Regions from separate parts of the Ovis aries genome. Here region 2 is linked to region 1. The links are chromatin contacts, called in public Hi-C maps. All regions are on one chromosome and are shown on one strand. The core of a region is the stretch at or near the end of the contact, and the rest is flanking DNA. Distances in the headings are between cores, read along the strand shown.

Region 1 (6,155 bases), core at 1,105-3,604:
AGGAGGGAGGCTAGCTGAAGAGTATGAAAAAGAGCACTATGTACTGTGCAGCTGCCTCAGTGCCACCACCTGCCAGGGACTCCTTGAGCCAGAGGCTTCCCTCCTATCCCGCATATGATATCTTATCAAGTGGGGAAATGGAAGGTCCTGAACTACAGACAGGTCTCCAGATGCCAGCGCTACTCTGGGGTGGAGGGTTGCTATACCTGTTTTGATGGTAAGGATCAGTTTTTTTTCCCCAGATAGGTTAGCAGAAACTACTCATGCAAACTCCAGGGACAGCTACACTTGTCTTCTCTTTCTTCTCTCCTCCCACCCTCATTAACATCATTGTACCTAGCGCATCACCACGCACACATTCCAATTTTGTTTTTAAGCCTGCCTTCTCCTTGGGAAGTACAGTATGTAAGAATTCTCTTCATTCAGTTCAGAAAGAGCTTGCTACTTCCTAAGGGTGAACACGTGGTTGGGTCCTGATCACATGTGAGCGACTCATAGCTGCCGAGTGGCTTTGGGGAAGAAATGGTGGCAGGCCCAAGTGCTGAGTCACAATGGCCCCAGATCAGTTAGGATGATAGAAGCTGGAGGAGCTAAGAAGCCACATCTTACCCCAAGGATCATGTATGTGGATGGAGCAAGGAGAAAATAATTACCAGCTTCTGGGGCAGGGAAGCCAGTGACAAAATTCGGGCTTCAAGCCATCCATCTGCTCCCTATGGTTAATATTTTGGTATGAGAGACAATTAAAGAAGGGCCACAGATCAGCTAGGAAAAGAGATGAAGGCTTGTTCATTCCTACAGGTAAACTTCAACATATTCTGCAGTGATTGATGGTAACACAATAGAAAGATTCCCTGAATCAAAAGGACGAAGACAGGTTAACAGGTGGCTCTGAGATGAAATCTCGCTGATGATCATTCATTTGCTTTAGAAGCAATTGTAGTATACTGTTCTTTTGTTCCTTCCAGATTTGGGTCTCTTAAAAGAGATCCAGTAGGTTGGATAGATTTTTTTTCTAACCCTAAGAACTTTCACCAGCGAAAAACTTGGTTCTCTTGCAGTATCAAAGACAGTGCAGAGCACTTGGCCTTGACTTTGAGATCTGGGAATATGAACAGTTTGCTTAGTAGGTTTCTTCCTTTTCTAAAATGCTGATATACTTGAAAAAACAAACAAACAAACAAACAAACAAACCAGAGACAGGAGTGTGTAAGTAAAGGGCAACCAGTGTTAAAAGGCTGATTCCAAGCAGCTTCCTTCATGCAAAGGGGGAAATCCAACCTGAGTGGTATACGTCAGGTGGCTGCCTAAGTGTCTGTTCGTCTCTGCCTATGACATGAGCGCGAGCAGGCTCTTTACTTCCAGTTATGGTGTTTTCCCCTGACACCTGCCCTTCAACACAAAAGGCATGCACAAGAGATACAGAGAGGGTGCTTCAAAATCACTTGTCTGGGTCACATGCAAAGTGATCCCTTAGTTCCTCCGTATCCCCACATCCCAGCCAACTTCCACCAAGGCTGCCGATATACAGTGTGAAATCGTACATACAGCCCTAAGCTTCAAGACGGTCACAGGCTCCAGAAAATACCTAAAGGTTAACTCCGTAATTTTAAGGAGGGCTCAAAGAAGGGCAGAAAGGGTCTTACAGGCTCAGAGAAGGAGCCCTAGTGGTGGAAACCTCAGCAGCAGCCAACAAGGGCCAGGCCCATTCCACTGTACAATACAGGGAACAGCCCAGAAATATTCCAGCCCCACAGAGGAGCTGGGTTAGCTTTCCAAGCAACTGAGGTACAAGCCCAGGTAAGAGGAGGCTGAGAGACACCAAGTGGGTCATTCGGCTGCCACAGGCACGTTCACTTTCTTTCTTTACCACTAAAATGTTCAGTATCTGGCTTCAACCCCAGAAATCCTTTCACTCAGCCACCTAGAATATGAAAGGCAGTTAATCAGCATGGAACTCCTACTGTGAGCCCCATCGTGTTCAAGTTTAAGGTGAGCAAAGAATTTATCATCCAAACTGGGGCACTTTTAAGAGGGAAAGGGGATGCTATTAATAATTACACGAGGATAAGAGGCAGAAACCAGGACTGTCCTGGGTCAACTGGGGCATATCCTCAACCAACCTGAGCTATTTCAGGGGAGGAGGTGGTTACCTCAATAAATGCTAAGAGACAGAAGCCAGCAGACTCCGAGGAAGTTGACATGGACCCCTGAGGCTGATCCCCAGGCTCCTGGCTGTGCAGGCTGTGGGGAACAAGGGCTCTTAAGTCCCTTACTAGAGAAAGAACCCACAGAGCTGACGACTTCCTTCGCGGTTGATGGGAACATCACATGCAAAGTTTTCAGAGTTAAGGGTAGCAGGGTAGCTGTGTGGTTTTTAACTGTCATTTTAAAAAGCTCTTTCCTGACAAACTGTACACACGGGCTTGGTAACAGCCCAAAACATATTGAGTCTTCTGAGCACTATGTACCATTTATAGGGATTGCCCGGAGCAGACACTGAAGGATCAGCCTTGTCATAGTTCCCTGCACCATGCCTGACCTTTTTGGCACCAGGGACCAGCTTCACAGAAGACACTTTTTCCATGGACCAGGGTCGGGCTGGGGGGATGGTTTCAGGATGATTCAAGTGTATTACATTTATTGTGTACTTTATTTCGATTATTATTACATTAACTCCATCTCAGATCATCACTCATTAGATCCCAGAGGTTGGGGACTCCTGCCTAGAGAAATAAGATCTATACAGAGCAGGCGAGCAATGGCTGTGGTCAGCTCCCTGGTGTCTGTGGGTGATTTCGAGGGCTTATGTCCTTCTTTCTGTGTTCCCCCTGCGTGGTATCTTTCTACACATCCCATAGCTCATGTACAAGCTGTGCCAGTAGATTCAGACCAGAACTTGGCAGTAAAAAGACCCACTCTTGGCATGATCAATGTTTCTGAGGAATAAGACAAACCCCAACCCAACTCCAGGCATGTTAAAACCACACATCTGAAAATTGGTGCTGGCACCATGATGCTGGCCAGACAGCCACACACACATCAGAGCCTGATCCACGGTACCATACACCACGCCGACGTTCACCCCTGGATGCAGGAAAGAGGAAAGGAGGAGAAACTTACACTACTATCATCCATTCTCTCGCGCCTTTTAGATTTGTGTGTCTCATAGTCTTCCATGAGGGTCTGCATCAGATTCTTGGGCCGCTGTGATCCGGCAGCCTCTTCGGGGGCTAAGTCAGGCTGCAAGCTGGGACCTTCAGGTGTGGGGGATGGAGGAGGTTTGACTTTCTCTATTTTCCCTGAAACAAACAACACGAAGAGAACACCCTTTCTAATAAGCTTGTCTGCTCATGACGGCTTTCGGAAAGAAGAGAACGCTGGCAAAAAAGCAACCTGTGACATAGAGCGTGGTACCAGAACGATGGTTAAGTGCAGATCATTTTATTACAAGGATCCAAGTGCTTAAGGATTAATGTCACAAATGCATCCAACAAAGACCTCAAGGAAACTGGTTCTAAAGTCAGTTAGGCCAAAGAGACCTAGACCTGTCAAGCATTTCACAAATATATGTCAGGCAGACAGACAGACAGACAGATAGACAGACACTGGCTCTGGTTGTTTTGGGGGACATGTATTCTATTCGAATCTTAAAGACCCATTTCTTACAGATAAGGAAAACTGAGGCTCTGCAAAGAGAAGGCTCTGCTGAGTCACCAGGAGGCTGGCGATGGTAACCAGGTCTCCTGGTTTCCTTCCCAGGCTCTTTCTCTTCTATCAGAGGTCACCGATGGTCAGACGAGCAGCCCGAGATTTTTGTATGGACAGCAGGGGTTGTAAAATCCCTGAGTGAGAACTAAGCCTGTTCTTCCTGGTCTTACATCAATCTGCCGGCTTCACTTTTTACCTTACCTGTCATGGTCTTGAAAGCATTTAGGTTTGAGTTCCCAGATCTTAGGAATGAATGCCAACAACCGCAGGTTCAGTGTTGTAGGAAAGGGGTGTGACAGACTTGGGAAAGGTGAGGTTTCAGCTTTTGAGATGCCAAACAGGAATTCGCAGGATGAGATCAGGGCCACAGTCACAGTGGTGTGGTGACGTCAGGCACTGCCACTAAGACTGCCCGCATCCCACCCTCTCGGGAAAAGCCTTGCCCGGACTTCTGGCCCAGGTAGGAGTGGGTTTTATTGCCAGAGCCCAAACACACCTCTGAGAAGTAGCTTCAGGTTCAACAGTCATGATGTTCCCAACTATGCCCCCTGTGGGAGACACAGGGGCTGTAAACAAGGAACACAGAGAAAACACACAAAATACATGGGCCTGTTTTAAGCACCAAAGTTTGGAAACGACCAGGGGAGGTTCAAGACCCACTTGACCCACCTCCTACTCCCCAGAATGCCTGATGTAGCCAGCCAGAATCACAAGTGAAGCCTGGGGTCTGTGTCTCTATGTGGGTGGCTATAAGACTTTACCAGGCAGAGCTCCTTTGATGGGAGGTGGGAAGGCCCTCAGAGTTCAAGAAGCTTGGGTTTTAATTTCTGCTCTCCCATGAGCCAGCCATGAGGTTGGCTGTGGACAACCATGTTATATTCCCACTTTAATTTTGGACTGATCACTTAGGTTCTCCAAGTTTCAACTTCCCTAGCAAGGAAATGAGAATACAGGGAGACGCTGTCTTGGAAGTCCTTCTTGGAAGTCCACTCTAACTCAAACGTTTTGCTATTCTATCAAATATATTTGGCAAGAAGATCAATCTTTACCGGTTTAAAAAATAGTATATGACCAGCCCATTTGGCAATTATGTAGGAAATGATTTTTACTACATGGGCACCATTACATTAGTAACTTAATGAAACTCACTGCTTTGATCTCAATTACCCAGATCATTGGTAGAAAGTCTTTTGATATTAACAGTAAGGGTACAAATATTTGAAGGTCTTGAAATCCTCTGGAAACGGTTTCTATTTTTCATTATGAAAATCAGGGAATACTATCATGATGCCAATGGACTTATCAACTATATTAACATTTATCAAGATTTTACCACTCCCGTTTCATCTATGCTACCTTCCTGCCTTCCTCGCACCCCTCTGTACGAAAATATTTGAAGCAATCTCAGACCTCAGGCAATATAATTCTGGACTACTTAGTATGTATTTCTAAAAATTTTGATTAACTTTTATAATGAAGCTTTGAGAAATAATACAGCCCAGTGGCCAGCACGCAGTTCTAGAGCCAGTGTGCTTGGGTTTGAGTTCATTACTTAGCAGCAAAATACCCTTGGGCAAGTTACTTGTTTGGTTTTTTTTAAGTTTTTCTATCTCAGTTTCCTAATCTATAAAACTGGCATGTTGGTAGAAGTACCTACCTCATACAGTTGGTAAAAGAAGCAAATTAATATTTATAAAGTTAATCTTCGGAACAGTAAGCATCCAATGAGTCTGGTTGTTATTTATTTGGAATCTTAAATAATAATTATGTCTATGGAGTAAGAATGAGCAATTTCCTAGGAAATTCTGCATAAAAATTTTGCAACTCTTTTAAAACTAGAAACAGATACCAAAAGATCAGGTTGGTTACTTTCCAACTGACCTCTCAAGAGGTCCCAATCATCTACTAGCCATTCCTCCAGTACTAAACTCCTAGAAAGACAGTCTGTATTCACTGCCTCAAACTTCACCCCTCCACACATACACGATAGGACCCCTGACTCAGAACACTTTGTTTATACTTCTGTGAAAGCCTTTTTCACACACTGAGTAGCGTCACATCTGGTTGTTTAAGCTTTCCTTCTCAGTTAAGCTATAAAGTCACCTGAAGACAGGAACCATTTCAGTCAGAGGCTAAGAATCCCCCTGACTCATCTGAACATACACTCAACTAGAACAGGACCTTGTCTGCCCTGGTCTCCGCCAGATCCCAGCACCAACTGCGGCATCTGGCACAGGCAGGAGTTCATGGCTCTTGAATGAACCAGTAAGTCCACTGTGAAACACACATAGTGGCCACTAATTAAATAACCTGTGGACTGGGACAGAATTCCCAATACAGAATCTGAGCAAAGAGCTTAAACGTCTTCACCAAAGCACATGAAATAAAACAATTGTGGTCTACAGAACCACAGACACCAACAGCTTTGGAGTAACAACAAACAC
Region 2 (6,444 bases), core at 2,389-4,888, 240 kb after region 1:
CTCTGGCCTTTGAACTCTAGAGGGAGGACTGTTTCCATCCGAAGGCACAGGTGTCCGCGAACTGCGCCCAGAGAGGAGACTCCAGAGGAGACTGCCCTGGGATGTCATGGCAGGAGCTGGGAGGTGGGGGGTGGCCTGCTAAACCCAAACGGATCTTCCTAAAGGGATCTTTCTCTTAGGTTTTGTTTTTTTTCCAATCATGTTTTCCATGCTTGACATTACCAGGTGACAGCTCCTCCTCAGTGGAGAAATTTGTCATCCCACTGGGATAATTCCAAAGTTATTCTAAGAGTTCCTGCTCAGAACAAATCAAGCCAATCAGGAAGCTCCTCCACTTGGGCTGTGCCTGGCTGATTGTTTCCCACTTGGACACTTCCTGCCATTGTTGGCTGGCCTGTTCTCAGAGGCGCAACCATGGGGCCCTGCCCCTTCCTCTCCGGAGCCCAGGGCCACACTGGTGGCTTTGGGTTGAGGTATATATGAGGCTCAGAGATCAGGTACTTGGCTGGGAGGAAGATGCCTACAAAGAAAAGAGGGGCAGTTTCTGGCCCAGGTGGTATTGGGTCTCCCTGGCTTACCGAGAGATGCTGAACTAGACTGGTCTTTGATTGACTGCTTCAAGCATGTGTTGAACTAGTACAGTGGTAGCTTCCCAGTCTCTACCTTTGAGAAGTTCATCAACTGATGGAGAAGGCAGGTGTATAAACATTTACCAGTTAGCTCTCTGTGGAGCTCTAAGGGGGCCTGGCCAGGGCTTGTTGGGGATGCAAAGAAGAGAGCTTGACTAACCCTGCCTAAGGAGCAGGCGGGGCAGGATTCCAGGAGTTTGGGACATTTCAGTGGGATCTAGAAGGATGAGGAAAAAATGATCAAGGCAGACAGGTCTTTAGAGGGAATGATGGGCCAGGTGACACTTTACCATGTCACTTTACCATGGACCATCAAAGAGGGTACAGATGGCTGCTGCCGTGTTGCCTCCCTTATCCCAAGAAGCTCTGGCAGGAAGCGTCCAAGTGGGAAACAATCAGCCAGGCACAGCCCAAGTGGAGGAGCTTCCTGATTGGCTTGATTTGTTCTAAGCAGGAACAGATGCTCTGAGGCAGAAATGGGCAAGGAGGTGTAAGCATCTCTGTAGGACCAGACTCTTCTGAGTGTGTTCATGAGTGTGTTCTGAGTGTGTTCCTGTGAACACAGTGGGAGCCAGTGATGGGAAGAGGAGGGTTCAGTGATGGGGAGAGGAGGGTTCAGATGCGACGGCTCTCGAATGCCAGACTCAGGAGTTTAGATTCGGTCCTAAAGGCAACAGGAAACCATTTTCTTATTGGTCTGTTTCAAGGGAGTGACCCTATCAGCCATATTCCAGAAAGACCACACTGGCAGCTGTGTGAAGGACAGAAGTGGATGGAGGGCAGAGGGACAGAATGAAAACAGAAAGATCAACAAGGATTAATCCAGGCAAGAGATGAGAAGGCTGTGCTTGGCGTGGACTGTTCTGAGAAGCGAAAAAGGGTTCCACTGATTGATACTGATGCTATAATGACACTGAGGATGTCTTAAGTCAACCTTTCTGCATGAGTGTGGCCCCACAGGCTGGGCTGAAAAAAAAAAAAAAAAAGGAGCAACATTCAACTCTGAGACTATGAGCCAAAGCGGCTTGAGGAAGCCTAGGGCCTAGAGACTACGAGGGGTTAGCAAGAGCATGGGCTTTCCCTTCTTGCCCACCTCCCTCTCTGGTACCTTCCAGCAACTGCCTGACTGTTAGCAGTACTAGTGAAAGCTGCTCAGTCATGTCCGACTCTTTGTGACCCCATGGACTGTAATTCTCCAGGCCAGAATACTGGACTGGGTACCTTTCCCTTCTCCAGGGGATCTTCCCAATCCAGGCATCAAACGCAGGTCTCCCACATTGCAGGCAGATTCTTTACCAGCTGAACTACAAGGGAAGCAAGGGAGGGACATCTTCTTGGGATAAGGGAGGCAACACAGCAGCAGCCATCTGTACCCCCTTTGACGGTCCATGGTAAAGTGACAGTCAAGGCGTGAGTCTGAACCCCCTGTCTTCAGGCCCTAATTAAAAGTGTTCCAAGGACTGAGATGGTCTCAAATCAATGAGTTCTACAAGGAAAACCAGTCCTGGGCCTGATGAGCTGTGTACTGCCCTCCCACCCAATGCTCAGCAGCCGGAAAGGGCCTGGAGTTACAGACTAATAATCATCACAGCAAATTCTGAGGCTCCCCTCTCCCCTACAGCAGAGAGGCTGAGTCAACACCAAGCACCAGGTCCTCCTGGAGTGTCCTGTAGGGGATGTCAGCACATCGTGGCCCTGCACTATCGGTGTTTCCTTGGCACGTTCACAGAGTCCTTCTAGCATATCCCTGTTATTTTTCCATCCTACACGTACAACAGAGACATTCTGTCTTTATGTATGTATACCTATGGGCTTCTCGGGTAGCTCAGCTGGTAAACAATCCGTCTGTGATATGGGAGACTTGAGTTCAATCCCTGGGTTGGGAAGATCCCCTGGAGAAGGGCATGGCAACCCACTCCAGTATCCTTGCCTGGAGAATCCCCATGGACAGAGGAGCCTGGTGGGCTACCCTCCATGGGATCACAGAGTTGGACATGACCGAGTGACTAAGCACAGCATGTATACCTATGGCTGATTCATGTTGATGTATGGCAGAAATCATCACAATATTGTAAAGTAATTATCCTCCAGTTAAAAATAAAATTTAAAAAAAAAATTCCAGGGAGAAGGCCGGGTGGGGCCCCTTTCCAGTGGTATATCTGGTTTTGAGAAGCAGCTACATCCCCTGTGGTCCTGACTCAAGGTGCCTCCTGGTGGCCTGGAGGCTGGGCAGATAGAGAATGGCCTTGGTGGATGAACTCAGCTGGCCTGAGCTCTAGGAAACCCTACTTAAGGCAGCTGAGTGGACCCATGTCCCACACAGGCACTGCAGAAGGTAAGGAAAGCCACATACACCACATTTATTATAGGATTCTGGGACAAAAACGTTCAGAACCAAAATAAACTTGTAAATATTTTCTCTGATGAACTTTATTCCAATAGACCTATCAGCCCTGATTCTGTTTTACAACAGCTAGTATCTTGAGACATCAAAGGAGAAGGATATACATTTCTGAGCTTTCAAATCCCCAAGGCGAACAGGATCTTTCTTATACCAAGAGTCTGCCCATGAGAACTTCCAGATACAAAATGAATCACATGCAGGGATCAGAGTCAGGGTCATAAAGCATTATGTAAGCCAAAATAGCGAAGCTCTTAGAAGCAAGACTTGCATCAGGTCCAAAGAAGAATGCCCTTTAAAGCTGATGTGGAGACCTGGGTTTTAATTGAAGCCTCTGTCAAAGGGACAATCTGATTTGCCACTTGAAATGGAAACTCAGAAACAGTACTTTGTGCTCCAAAATGATAATTAAAAAAAAAACCCTGCCTCATCTTGGTGGTTTGGCTTATATAGAACTGGCATGGGCCATCTCTCTGTTCAGGCTGTGGTCCTACCCCTGGAGTTGGCCTGCCACAGTCTATTATTTCTGGATCCTGAGGCTAAGCCAGAATCACCTGCTGAAAGCACAGGAAATCTCACTCAACATTCAGCTGAAAAGAGAGCTCAGGGTAGACCAGACTCAGTGATGAAACAGTACAGGCATCTCAGTGTGGGAGCTCTCACACAGCGGCAAGGAAATGTTTTTTGTGTGAATGAGGGAAGGACCACAGGCTTCACATATGAGAGTTCTCATATGCCCACAAAACCCCAAATTGTCCCCCCAGATGATATGTGTGTAAGGTCTTACAGGTTACAAAGTCCTCTCACAGCAGTTAGGGACTGTTCTGTCAGAATTCAGATACCTCTCATGCCACCACCTGGCTTCTGTGAAGCCTCTCCTGATTGTCTGGACCAGGGGGAAGCAGGAGAATGCACCATGGAGTCACTCAGTTGTGTCCAACTCTTTGTGGCCCCAGGACTGTAGCCTGCCAGGCTCCTCTGTCCATGGAATTCTCTAGGCAAGAATACTGGAGTGCGTTGCCATGCCCTTCTCCAGGATTTTCCCAACCCAGGGACTGAACCCAGGTCTTCCACACTGCAGCCAGATTCTTTACCATCTGAGTCTCCAAGGAAGCCCAGAAAGTACCGTAAAGGAGCCCAGATCAGGAGGAATCAGATTAGTCTGACATTTACTGGCTAAAACAATGGGGAATCTCCTACTTATCTTAGTCTCCATTTCCTCGTCTATCAGACGGTTATAATGATGTATAGCGGAAAGTGTGAAAGTCGCTCAATCATGTCCGATTCTTTGCGACCCATGAAATTCTCGAGGCCAGAATACTGGAGTGCGCAGCCAGCTGTTCCCTTCTCCAGGGGATCTTTCCAACCCAGGGACTGAACTCAGGTCAACTACACTGCAGGTGGATTCTTTACCAGCTGAGCCACAAGGGAAGCCCATAGTGATGTATACGGAAGAGCTATTTCTAAGCTCTGAAAATTAAATGAGTTAATATTTAAAACATCTTAGAACATTGCCTGCCATCGAGTAAGTATTATTTAATTTGTGTTCTCACTTTCTCCTCTGGTGTCTTAAAAAAATTGAATTTAAATACTATTATGTTAAACACCACATGCACTACTTTACAAGACAGACCAAAACTACTATTTAATGGAATAAATTCAATGCATCCTCTGAATCATGATTTGTGGTCCATAGCATTCAAGAATACCCATAGATTCTTTACATTAAACCAAATTTCCAGAGAATGTGAATAAACCCATCATTTGAATGCTAAAAGGAAAATTAAATAATTGATAATTGTGTTAAAATTCGTGTGTGTGTGTGTGTACATGTTTTTAAAACTCTGGAAAATATAACTCAAGTTCTCAACGTAGGAGAGGCTTATAAGCACATGGGGCGCCGTCTAGTGGCGGGTGAAGTCATATTCCACCAACTGAGGTAGTGTGTTTGGGAATTAATGTCATGTCCAGCTCTCTGAGACCCGCTGGACTGCTGCACACCAGCCTTCCCTGTCCTTCACTGTCTCCCGGAGTTTGCTCAGATTCATGTCCATTGAGCCAGTGATGCTATCTAACCATCTCATCCACTGCCGCCCTCATCTCCGTTTGTCTTCAAACCTTCCCAGCATCAGGGTCTGTTCCAATGAGTCGGCTCTTTGCATCACAACTAACTCAAGGTCTTAATGTAGGAGAGGCTTATACGCACATGGGGCGCCATCTAGTGGCGGGTAAAGTCATATTCCATCAACTGAGTAGTGTGAGAATATCTATCTGGGAGGAAATTGCTGCTGTGTACTTGAGAACAGAAAGCTCAGCATATTAACATTAAAATGTCCATTACTCTCAATGCTTTGTTCCTTTGCTCTCCAAGGAACAGTGTGCTTGCCCTTAGTGGTATATGCAGAAGTCTCCATCCAAAGCCTGTGAACCTACCTTGTTAGCTGCTCTATAACAGGGAGAAATTCTGGCTAAGAAGATCCTGAGGTTCCAGCCTTCAGGAGGCAGTGGCTGGGAGTCTTTGAATCATCTCATTTTTATAGGAGTCACGTCACATAAGCCCACTGACATCATCAGTGGGCTATGGTAGGTATCCCCAAAGTCGAGTGATGAACAACCTAAACAGTGACCCTATGGTCCAATACAGCCAGCCCTTCCCAAAACCCATGTCCTCCCTACCCTGAAGGCCCGTCACTGCGTTGACATGGACCCTGAGGCCCCTGGCTCTTCCCACTTTTGGAAAGCAGCAGTAAGGCCCTGCAGGGTATTCTCCCAGAGTCCCCACCCTGAGGCTGAGGCTGGCTCAGCATACTCTCCAGCACATGGGGGTCCTTAGCCCTTTGCTTAAGGAGCAGCTCTCATCTGTACATCTGATCACTCAACAACCAGAGCCAGGAGCGATACCTGGCTCACGAGGTCAAGCACGACTATGAAATTCCAAGTGCAAACGCCAGTCCACTGTTATCTTAGGAACCCCAGCACTCATCCTAAGGACTTGCACAAAGGAGCTCCTGGGTACCCGTGGCATTGAGTGCAGGCTTGCACCCCCATGCACCCTTCTCCCCCACGTTCTCTCCTCTGGACCAGGGTAAGAGTTTGGCTGGGATCCCCCTGGACAGGGAGTTCCTCCCAGAGTGAATTGGTCACGTGCATCCTTGGATCTCCAAGTCAGCCAGTGGCACTGTACATGTATGGGGAGAGACCAGCAGGATCTATGATGAGGCAGTAAGGTTAAAATGAGGAGATGGCCCAATTGACTTTATAATGAAAGAGCCCTACTGTTCCAATCACATCCCTCCCATTAAGGTTCTGCTACTGGCTAGAGAGAAACAAAATCCACAGAAGGACAAGCTCTGAACTGTAAGAGGAGAAAGACAAAAGGACACTAACAGGAGCTGGGACCCGTGATGTGCTAGG

Evidence for each region. Hi-C and Micro-C count contacts between places; a contact is called where the count stands out from the background.
Region 2: a Hi-C map of mesenteric adipose tissue shows a contact between it and region 1, with 4 times the contacts expected there. The contact joins two enhancer-like sites. A contact is called at or near these places in 11 of 16 Hi-C or Micro-C datasets (blood, hypothalamus, liver and 6 more).

What each region holds. Positions count from the first base shown.
Region 1 is chr2:13,180,062-13,186,216 of ARS-UI_Ramb_v3.0, forward strand. It overlaps PALM2AKAP2 (PALM2 and AKAP2 fusion), which reads right to left. Exons shown (of 10, transcript XM_027964123.2): 9 at 3,124-3,302. Among named protein-coding and RNA genes, the nearest start is that of C2H9orf152, 41 kb to the left of the region's middle. Within about 2 kb of position 2,355, at least 1 of the 54 cell types and tissues checked has an H3K27ac peak or open chromatin away from gene starts, as enhancers often do.
Region 2 is chr2:13,419,868-13,426,311 of ARS-UI_Ramb_v3.0, forward strand. All of the region lies in intron 4 of PALM2AKAP2 (PALM2 and AKAP2 fusion), which reads right to left. Among named protein-coding and RNA genes, the nearest start is that of PALM2AKAP2, 260 kb to the right of the region's middle. Within about 2 kb of position 3,639, at least 4 of the 54 cell types and tissues checked have an H3K27ac peak or open chromatin away from gene starts, as enhancers often do.